Regions from separate parts of the Anas platyrhynchos genome. Here region 1 is linked to region 2. Evidence: chromatin contacts called from public Hi-C data. All regions are on one chromosome and are shown on one strand. The core of a region is the stretch at or near the end of the contact, and the rest is flanking DNA. Distances in the headings are between cores, read along the strand shown. Region 1 overlaps LOC119717831. Region 2 overlaps MKLN1 (muskelin 1).

Region 1 (5,424 bases), core at 2,203-4,702, 110 kb after region 2:
CTCTTTAATATAACTAAGATCGTTTATCTTCTCGGACGGCCGGGGGAGAAATATTTCATTTTGTAACTTAGTTCACCTGCCCTCCGATTGCTGTCAGTTCATGACAAGGAACAACGTGTGCTGTACGCTGTGTTCTACAGAGCTGTTGTGGCGACGAGCACGATGTATATGAAGAAAGGTCCGTGAAAATAGGTATTGTGCCAGTTCCCCTCACTTTTTACCATGCCGATTTGTTTCTCATGCAAGAAGTAGTCAAAGTTTCACGGTAGGATCTAATTTCTCGTCAGGTTTCAGTGGCAAAAAGGTTGCTATTTTGCTGTTTGTATGTACTTTAAAAAAAGGTTTTGGAAAGGATCTAAGTGCTCGTGCTGGTTTTGCGATAGGAAGTAGTGAAAGCTTTTTTTTTTTTCCTGTTTCAATAAAAAGGGAAATTGGAAACTTATTTAAACCATTTGTTTGTTTATGCTCCTGGTAGCCTATTACATGGTTAAAATTGAGAGGAGCTTGTTAATCCAGGGTAGATTTCTTTTCCACTGCTGTAATCATGTTTACTATGTATATTTTTTGTATTAACAATGAAAACATGGAGTTACCTTTTTTTTTTTTTTTTTTTGTGCTGCCACATCTATAGTATGAGTAGCTGTAGTTCATCATGCAGTATTTGCATGGTGTTTTTCCACAAATAACTGCTGCTGGAATTATGTCGTAGCACCAAAATATGAGCTCAAAAAGACCGTAACATAAAGGGTCAGAGCACTTGCAAACATAAACCCTGAAATGCAAATATAAAAAAAAAATAAATGATATCCCCGATAGTTCTCGCAAGTCAGTTTCACGATAATGTTAGGTCCTGACTCATGGCTTTCTGAATGACTGGAGAAAGAATTAATGGGGTTGCGAGCGTTTGCCAAGAATTTGTGCATAAACAGTATATTTTTTCTGGCTTCGGGTTTTACAAAAATCCAGCATAAAACCCTCCATCCTTTTTTTGGTCCTTCAGGGCGTTACACCTCAGCCAGCAGGCGTAGCGTTGTTATCTAACAGTGAGACTGGAAACTGGAGTTGTTTGTGTTCGCCTCCGAGGTTCACCCTTACCAAGGTCAGAGATTTCATCCTTCTCTAGTTCTTGACCTGGGCACTTTATGCTTGCAGAGGGTCCTAATTTGTGACTGCTCCTGAGCCTCCTGGAGCTGTGGCAGGAATGTGTTAAATGTCCCCCGCAACGCGCTTCTGCACGGGCTGAGTCTGGAGATCTCTGCAAGACCGACAGCTACAGGGGGAAAATACTGATGGCGAGAGTAAAACAGCCGAGCTGAACGTGTTCCCTGAATTTCCTACAGAAAGTGATGTGTTTGGCAGGACAACAAAAAAAAAAGTGATGATTGTAGGATGTGCTGGTTGTAATTAGTTGTAATCAGCGTGGATGAGGAAGTTTTGCTGTTGACAGTGGTTTATTTTACGAGCGTTTCAGTCGAGGCATGTGGCAGAGTTGGTGGGTGAGGGGAGATGGTCCTGCTCCTGAACTGGGCTTCACAGCCGAATTCCAGTCTCCTGTTACTTGTTACTAGCTCTTTATTTTTTTTGGTATTATTATGCTAGGAAGCATTAATGGGGCATTGCTGATGTTATTTTTTTTATTGTTATTATTCTTGCTAGGCTATAAATTTGCCACTAAAGCGTAAACAAAAGGAATGGAGAAAACAAATGGTTTAAAGGGCATTTATAGCACCATTTGTGAGCCGTGATTTTATTAACACGTCTCTGCACGTAGGTTGGTCCTACTGAAGGACGTAAATCATGCGATTATTTAGTAAGCAAGCAAAGCTGGTAAATACAAAGGTACTGCAGCAGTTGTGGTATTTTCCTCTCCCGACTTTCAAATTCTTATTCTTTGTCAGCAAAACCTATGACGTGCTTACATGTAATAAATCCTGTACGACAGTCTTACCTTAACAGAAAACTTGTGAAGTTAGTTTTCTAATAATACCGAGAGAGAATTTTCTTTTTTTTAATTTGTGTCAGCAGTGGTCAGAAGCAGCAGTTAGTTGCTGGGTGGGAAGATGGAGTGAAAAGGGGGGGGAGAGGGGAACCTGGTAAGCATCCTGCTCAGCTGTTACAAAATGTCCGTAGTTCTGGCGCTTTGCATAGAGGGACGTGCTGGTTTGCCTGATGCTGCACCGAAACCAAGCAGGCTGGCAGCAGCGCGGTGTTGAGCCCGAAGTAATCCTTCTTATTTATTTTTTTTGGTAGTATTTTATTAGTTTGGATTAAATATTGTCTGTGGAGCTTCTCCTGGGGGAAGCTGAGTGCGTCCTTTCGGCTGGATTTTTTTTAAAGGGGGGAAAAAAAAAAGCCCTGAATCTGGGTTGAATTGTTCTTCATCTGAATCGTGGTCAGGTATAATTTTGGTGCTAAATAAACTTTCAGAAAAGAAAAATTATATTTGTAAATACAAGTTAACCTTTTATATGGAATATCCTGAAAATGTGCTGATTTGTGTTACTGCATTCTGTTTAGTTCACTGACTTTCGGTATCTCCGTAGCAGCTATCGGAGGAGCTTCTGCAAGCATAGATTTGTGAAATGAAGGCAGATCCTGGCTTGATAAACTACAGCGTGCAGAGGAAATAAAGGAGAATTAACTGGCATTCAACTTCTAGCCTCCTGGGGGGGGGTGGGTGGCCGGGCCGGCCGACATTTGCTTGTTTTTTGCCTTGGTTGCTGTTGGTGTCAGCCATGGAGGTGTTTGTTTCTCTGTGGGCAAATGCTGGGTGGCAGGAGATGGTTAAGCCAGGAGCCGAGCATACCGTTGTGTTTCACTGCTGGAACTCGGTGGGTGGGGGAGATTTGGAGCTACCCAGCTCCTACAGGGAGCTGTGAAGCCTCGGGAGACCGAAGATGCATCTAGCAACGGTGTTTACTTTTAGCAGGAGGGTGAAAAAGGATTTCTGGCTATTAATCTGGCTGTGTTTTCCAAACTGAAAGCACTGGTAGGCTTTCAGGTGTCGCTGCTGTGTTACCGGGAGTTCTGCAGTTTGGCATTTTTAGGGGTGCTCTTCCTCTTATTTTATTTTTTTATTTTTTTAACTGATCTTTAAACATGAATCTGTCAGTGTCTGCTGTATATCAGTGTGTCACCTGTACTTCCTGGGAGATCTTTATGTAATAACTTCTGTGATTTCACGGCAATGGCACAGGCTCCCAGAGCAACCAGAATTATTTATCCTATCGATAGAGAACAAGATTCCAGACCTGCAAAAAGCAGCAGGTATTTTCTTCTCCGTGAGACATAAACATCAGAAAGACGTGTAAGAAAAGCCTGAATGGAACAGAAACGCTCAAGTCCTGCGGTATTAAATACTGTTTATGTTTTTAGACAGGTGTCAGCGGTGCTGGGAATTGCAGGCAGTACGCCACTCGCTTCAGAGCGGCCTTTAAGCCGCCGAGTGCCGTTGCCCTCTGCCGGAGGAGAGCAGAAACACAGCGCTGCGTGGTGGGCCCGAGCTGCCAGAGCCACCCGAGGGTGCTGGGGGGGCTCTGGGATGCTTTTCTCCTCCTCGCTTGTCGCTCTGGCTTCCTTGTCAGCTCAGGTTGAAGCCAGGTCGGCCAGCTCCTTGGCTTTCCTTCTTATACTGCCCGTGGGCGTCTCCTGGGTGAAGTTGTGGGTATAAACAGCAGCCAAACGGTGGACCTGGCATCACGGGACCTGCTAGTTCTCCAGAGTTTGTCTAGGAGCCACAGCTCATTCTGAGAGCCTGGGTAGCAAATTGTGCGCCCTTCCTATAAAAAAAGAAAAGATGGGAGCTCTAATCTCTGAATGTTTAGCCCTGTCAGGTTTTGGTAATTCGAAGTTATCTGTGAAACAATGTCGATCCAGAAATTAGTGTTTCAGTGTAAAGGGCACTTAAATTTGAATAGTCTTTGTAGACCACGTAACAGGAATGCGATCTGACTGATTTATAATATATGTGGTTTCACTAACACTGCATATATCTGCTGTTTTGATAAGCCTGTAGCATAGCATAGCACAGCCTTCTTTTTTTTTTTTTTTTTTTTTGTGGTTTAGGAAAACGCCTGCTTTATTCTTTTCAAGAAACTGCAGTTTTCACGTATTTGTGGTGCTGAGGTTAAAGGGACTTTACGAAGACAGATTTCAGCGATCCTGCTTCAGGGAGAGCCTCATTTCTCCCGTCCTTGATGGGAGGATTACAGGCATTCGTAAGGAAGTCCTTGCTGAATATTGGAGAGAGAAAAAGGTCGGCCACGATGACCAGGGAGAAGTAACCATCAATTGCTAATTGAAAAGGTATTTACTGAGTGAAGCTCAATTACTTAAAAGCAGTATTATTTTGGTCACAAGGGAGTCTCATCTGTAAGCTGGAATTTGTGCTGGAAGTCAAAGTTGTATAAAACAGGAGGAGGAAAATGCTGGTGGAGGTGTTGGTTGGTTGGTCCAGACCCCCGGTGTTACAGTGGGAGAGGTGGCTGTCAGAGATGGAAATAATCTTTCAATTATAGACACATGCAAAATAGATTCTCCAGGGGTAGCCTGGACGATGGGCTCTAGTCCTCCATTGCTTCCAGCAGACGTGCAGCATGATTTCCACAGCCTTTTTTCCTTCCAGGTTCCAAACTGAACCCTTCGTTGGTCCTCCACAAAGCTGTTTGTGGTTTATCACTGATCTTTAGAAATCTACGTCTCAGTTCCAGCATAAAAACCTACGTCTCGGTTCCAGCTGACATGGACTGTGGTGGTGCAGATACTGCCCGTTGGTGCAGATACCTCTGTTCTTCCCTTGGGTTTTGCACATGCTGCATCTGGGGATAGCAGTTAGATGCATTTAGCCTTTATTTTGTTCTAGACCAGCAGGTCTTAATTTTTTTTTTTCATGCCCTTCCCCCTCTTCAGGATGTATTGCATGCCCCCGTAGTCTGAAGACCGCTGGTTTGAAAAACAAGCTGTTTTAGTCTTTTCCTGTAACTTTGTGTTCCTGTGGGTAAAGCTCCTTTTGAGAAGGTTTGTGTAAGATCATTCTCATAGCTGGTAGGTCAGGTAAATATTACAAATGCACTCTGTTGTGGCCAGTATCATCCTGCTCAGAGTCTCTGAGGGATATTCCTTGTTGCACTTACCCTTCCATTCATGTTTTCCTTTGCAATTACCATGTCCTCCTACTGTCATGAACAGGTTTAATTCTGTTCCACGTGCTGGTGGGTGACAAAGTAGTGATGTGTCTTCTGGCAGCTTGTTACAACATCAGTTCCCATGAAAATAATCTTTTTACCTGAAGTGTTTGAGGTCTGTCTCGAAGAATGGCTTTGTGATACACGTGATGTCTGTAATAGACAAGGACTGTAATTTATTTTTTCTTTACTCTGCTACTTTAGATAAAAAATTTCCTGGCTAGATTCAACCTGGAAGCCA
Region 2 (5,012 bases), core at 2,291-4,790:
AGACAGGCACTGGGACAGGTTGCCAGGGAGGTGGTGGAGTCACCGTCCCTGGGGGTGTTCAAGGAAAGGTTGGACGTGGTGCTTGGGGACATGGCTTAGTGGGTGACATTGGTGGTAGGGGGATGGTTGGACCAGATCTTGAAGGGCTTTTCCAACCTTTGTCACTCGGTTTCTGAATCACTGTTCAGTGCAGATGCTGGCTGGATGAATTTTTTTTTCAGGCTCAGGCTGGTCTGGGTAGGCACACAACGCAGACAAAGTCTTCCCAAACGCAAAAGCCCCATGAAGTTGAGTAACCTCCAGGATGCAGCAGCTGTTTGTGTTTCAGAGCTTACAAGCCATCTGTGTTTTGTTTCGGAGATCTCTTCATCTTGTACACAAGCCCTGTCTTTAAATAAAATATCTTATGGATAGCAGTGTTTTCCTCAGGCAAAACAGCATCTTTTTCTCGTGTCTGCTGCTCTCACTTCGTCTTTTTTATCTCTCTGTGCTTCTTTTGGGCCAGTCTCACCATCTCCACGTAGACCACGGGCATACCATGCCCACCGTTTTCAATCTCCCACTGTTTCCAGCCTACAGATTTCTTTTCACTTATCTAACATAATGAAGCGAGCAGAATTCCTCACAAAAGGGAAAGGGGAAATAATGTACATCTGAAATCACAAATTAGTTTCACTTCAGAGACCGAACAGAGGTAGCACAAACACTGATAAAGATCGCTTCGCTAATATTTTCCTTCAGAAAATGTTTCAGTTGCCATAGCTAGGAGAAATGCAGACAAAAGTCATACTGGTTGCTTAGCTATTACTTCTAACGGGCTAGTCAGAAAACATACAAAGGCTTTATCTAAATGAAATAAAGATGAACCTTGAAAAAAAATTAGAATATACCACGGAAGAGTCTCTTTTAAATAGAATAACTTTCATACTCGTTTATTTTCTTTTCAAATCCTAAAAACATCGTTCTGTTACCCAAACAAATTATGTGGCCTTAGGGACTACACTATCATTCATATAAAATTATACTTGCTCTACAAGAGAGGAGGAAAAAACCCACTTTAACTATGGAATTATAAACCAGACATCTGAAATCCAGTATGGATATTCCTCTGAAATACAGATGGTATTCCTTAAAAGCATGAATGGGGCAGTCTGCTTACCCATTCCCACCTTCTTCCAGGGTAGGGCTTGGCATTTCATAACACATCATATCTGAACTGCAGAAAGGCCTGAGGGGGCATAATCAGCATTGTGATAATCAAAGTTCAATGCTAGACAGACACCTAGACCTTTTTCCAAAACTGCATTTGGGCAATCATTCTATCAGCACTTAATGCATCCGTAAAGCACTGTGCTGTACGAGCCTGCCCTTTAGTGCTTGGGCATTTCACCAGGACCTACATAAATTGGAGGTTTTCATGACAGACATCCAGCTCACTTAACACAGAATGCCCTTGTACAGCTTCAGAGTTGTTTTCACTTTGGGTGTTTTGGGGATGCTTTTTTGTTTAGGGCTGTGACTACCCTAACACGTCTCCTTCCTCGTAAAAGAGTGCAGGAAACTCCCCAGCCTCCTATAGTGAGCTACACGAGGCATGCGCCTTGCAGGCAAAGCAGAAGCATAAATCTTCTGTTTTCATTTACAGCCCAGAGCCTTAATGTACACACCAGCGGTTTCCAACTGTAAGTAGGAATGCCTCTTTGTAAACGTTTCTCTATAGGCATACCAAGAACAGCTTCCTAATTCCGCCACCCAGGGTCATTCCAGTCTGAGCGCTAATGCAAACAAAAGCCTGGAAAAAATTGTGAGAATTAATGATTACCACATTTTTGACATGGGACAACAACAAGCTGCCTTCTCAGTTCCGCATCCGAAAATGCCTGTGCCCTCGTTTCCATATGCTACAGAGGTTTTTCAAAGCACAAAGAGCACTGTGCTTATTCCAAGACAGCTGCAGTGAGTATTAAGTGCGTGAACATCAGACAGAAACCAGCTACACCACCACAAGTCACTGTTTGCCAGCAGAGATGCCTTAACTGCTCTTTTAGTTACTTTCGGCCTCTCCTAATGGGAAGATAAGACATGCTAAAAGGCAGTTAAGGAGAAATTAAACTATATTCTGCCTGAAACTTATAGAGCATAAACAAGAGATGTGGTGACTCAACTGGCTATCAGTAACCTGAGATGTAACTCAACTACTTACCAACCCATCTCCCTATCCTGACACTAACACGTGCATCTGGCAGGCTCAGTTCTATACAAAACCTAGTAAAAATAAACGTTTGTCATTGTAATCAGTAACAACTGGCTCATATTTCTTTGAGGTTAATCAAAAAGCAGAACCTTCTGCAGTTATATCCAGAGCTACAGCAGGGCTTGACATTGGAGATTAAAGTTTGCTTCCAGAATCTGTTCTATGTGATATGAAACAGCAGAGCCTCCTCATGAGTCTGATTTTGTTGCGTTTGCTTACAGAGGATTAAAGTTGAGGAAAAGAGTAATTTCTGAAAAAGGACTTCCCCGATCTAATGAGGAATACAAAGTGAACTACTACTTCACCTCCTCTGAGAATACAGCTCAACAAGCGTGTGGGTAAGGAAGGGATGATTTCTTTGAGCATGCTGCTGCTCCTTTTTCCATTAATACTAGATTTGCTCGAGACTGACCAGGGAGACCAGCTCCAGTCTGCAAAACACATCCTGACATAGCTGGCCAAATCCCATGGTCTCATTAAACGCTGCCTACGTTCAAAAGGAAAACTCAAGCAGTCAGCAGCAGCTGGGTTTAAGGATTCAAACAGCACCAAGAACTCCCCTTGGCCTGTCCGTAAGCTGAATTTCATGGCAAACCTTTTAATTTCAATAACATACGAGCTTTTACAAGCCTCAGTGGGCCTGAAAGCAAAACTAAGGGCAATCTCCCAAATATCCCACTGCAAAACTTTCTGAAGGAAGGTATCCTGCCTCCACTGGAGAGAGCTGCAGCAGGAGAGGACTGATGTCAGAGAGAGATCCAGTTCTGAAGCATTGGGACTCCTTCTGTACGTGCTCTCCAGCCAGTTTTAAGTCAAAAAAAAAAAAAAGTTAATTATCAATGGTTTTTTACTGCCTTATTAGAGCGGAGTGAAAACCTAAGTCTAAGGCAGAGATGATATGCTTGCTAAGACTTAAACAAACCAATTTGAAATGAAGACACGCTATCACAGCTGTATGGCTTTCAGCAGGTCTAAAGGACTGCCCCTTGCCAAGTTCACATGCCTCCTCTTACTTCAGCACACCCGTCAAACACTGCTACTTATTCACCAGGACCACTAGGGAGCGTTCACAGCTTCTTTTGCAGGCAAACACCAGCAGTCCTCCAGCAGCATTTTATTCTAATGAATCTCTTCCACCGAAAAAGTTTGCTTTCATCTACAAAATAACTCGGGTGCTTTCTCTAGCTCAGTAACTACATTCGGAGTAAAAGCCAAAGACTGCAGCTACTGCTGCATTTTTGCTTGTTCACTATGACTTAGCAAATTACTCTTGAAGGTTTTGTCACATGCTTCAATCCCTTTCCATATGACCACAACAGATATGGCCACAGTAGTGCTTGTGCCAGCTCCCCCAGTGACACCTTTTTGTTACTGACGACCCTGATCTTGTTTCTCCTTACCTAAGGAAAGTTGCTTTAATCATACAAATCCTTTGCTTAGAAAAGATGCAAGCAGGGATGCATAACTGAAAGATTACTTTAGTACAGTATAATGTACCAAAAATCTGATTAAATAAAAGCAAGACAAAGCTATGGAAAATTATGAAATAAAATATCCGGCAGAATTGTTACCTATACCCCCCTTTCCTCTCTTTGTGGGCTCTTTGAAACAGAAGCTGAACCATTCTTTAAACTGCTATAGAAAGCATTTCCATAAAAAGCCTCAAATAATTTATATTTAAATGGTTTCTTGCACAAAAATAGCGGAAGGTAGAAGCCACCCTAACCAAAACAGAATGAATGTTTCAACACATCAGTTCTATTGCTTGAGTGCTATTCCAAAGCACGCAATATGTAATAGATAAGGGAAATAATCATCCCTAATTTCTTTCCTCTTGTCTAAGCATCTGCTCAAAAAGAAGAGGAAGAACAACAAGAATTAAAACCAATTGTTCTTGGTTTCTTAGCGAAACAGGCCTAAAGGAGAACGAGCAGGAAGAAGTGGGTGGGAAAAGCAGCTGGAGTAGAAATGAAAGCACAGTATTTAATATAACTACTAAAAAGTGCAATTTTACCTCAAATTTAAATTAAGACATTCCCTGAAGAACACTTTTGCACATTTATATGAAGAATATCTCATTAAGTAATTAAGTTAGTTAAGAAACCCAGCAACTACTCACCGGTCTGAACATCTATAACCATCTGATGGCCTCCTCTCATCCCTGGTCGGCTGTCTTCCCCATCACCTTGTTAAAAAAAAAAAAAAGAGGAAGGAGAGAGTGTTGGTCCATAATAAGACTCTACATTAAAAATATACAGCTTAATATATAATAACTTAAGTACTATAAAAAAGCAGAGCAACTTAACAGCTTGCCATTTAAACACTAACAAAGCTTTCTCCAGGTAGCATTCTTCCGTGCAATACAAAAATATTCAGTTTGGCTTGTATCAGAGAGAGCTAAATTGAATACAGTGCCACACTGCAATTCTGCGAGCCTTGCTCAGGAGCTCCTGAAGCATGCAGGTCCCCACAAATGAGGTCTGAGCTCTCTCTGAAGCTCTCCAGTGCCAGGGACACGGAATCTTTTGCTCCCCTTTCTTCTCTCACCCAGAGCTGCCTGAAGGCAGATGAGTGAGAACAAATACTCAAATGACACGGCCCCATACCCAAGGGATGGAAGCAAAGAGCTAATGGTATGGATACAGAAGAGTTGTTAGCTTTGCACCAATTATTTATTCTCACATAAGGGAATTCCGACTGTCCAATTAAAGCAGCTTCCCAAGCACTTTAAATTTCTTAAACATTCAGGACAGGCATC

What was found. Hi-C and Micro-C count contacts between places; a contact is called where the count stands out from the background.
Region 1: a Hi-C map of subcutaneous adipose tissue shows a contact between it and region 2, with 3 times the contacts expected there. The contact joins two enhancer-like sites. A contact is called at or near these places in 2 of 8 Hi-C or Micro-C datasets (skeletal muscle and subcutaneous adipose tissue).

Annotation. Positions count from the first base shown.
Region 1 is chr1:3,690,084-3,695,507 of IASCAAS_PekinDuck_T2T, forward strand. The region is part of intron 1 of LOC119717831; the gene reads left to right. Among named protein-coding and RNA genes, the nearest start is that of MKLN1, 67 kb to the left of the region's middle. Within about 2 kb of position 3,453, at least 1 of the 8 cell types and tissues checked has an H3K27ac peak or open chromatin away from gene starts, as enhancers often do. A contact at or near this core is called in subcutaneous adipose tissue, where this site is marked.
Region 2 is chr1:3,580,766-3,585,777 of IASCAAS_PekinDuck_T2T, forward strand. It overlaps MKLN1 (muskelin 1), which reads right to left. Exons shown (of 18, transcript XM_027461121.3): 8 at 4,374-4,439. Among named protein-coding and RNA genes, the nearest start is that of MKLN1, 43 kb to the right of the region's middle. Within about 2 kb of position 3,541, at least 2 of the 8 cell types and tissues checked have an H3K27ac peak or open chromatin away from gene starts, as enhancers often do. A contact at or near this core is called in subcutaneous adipose tissue, where this site is marked.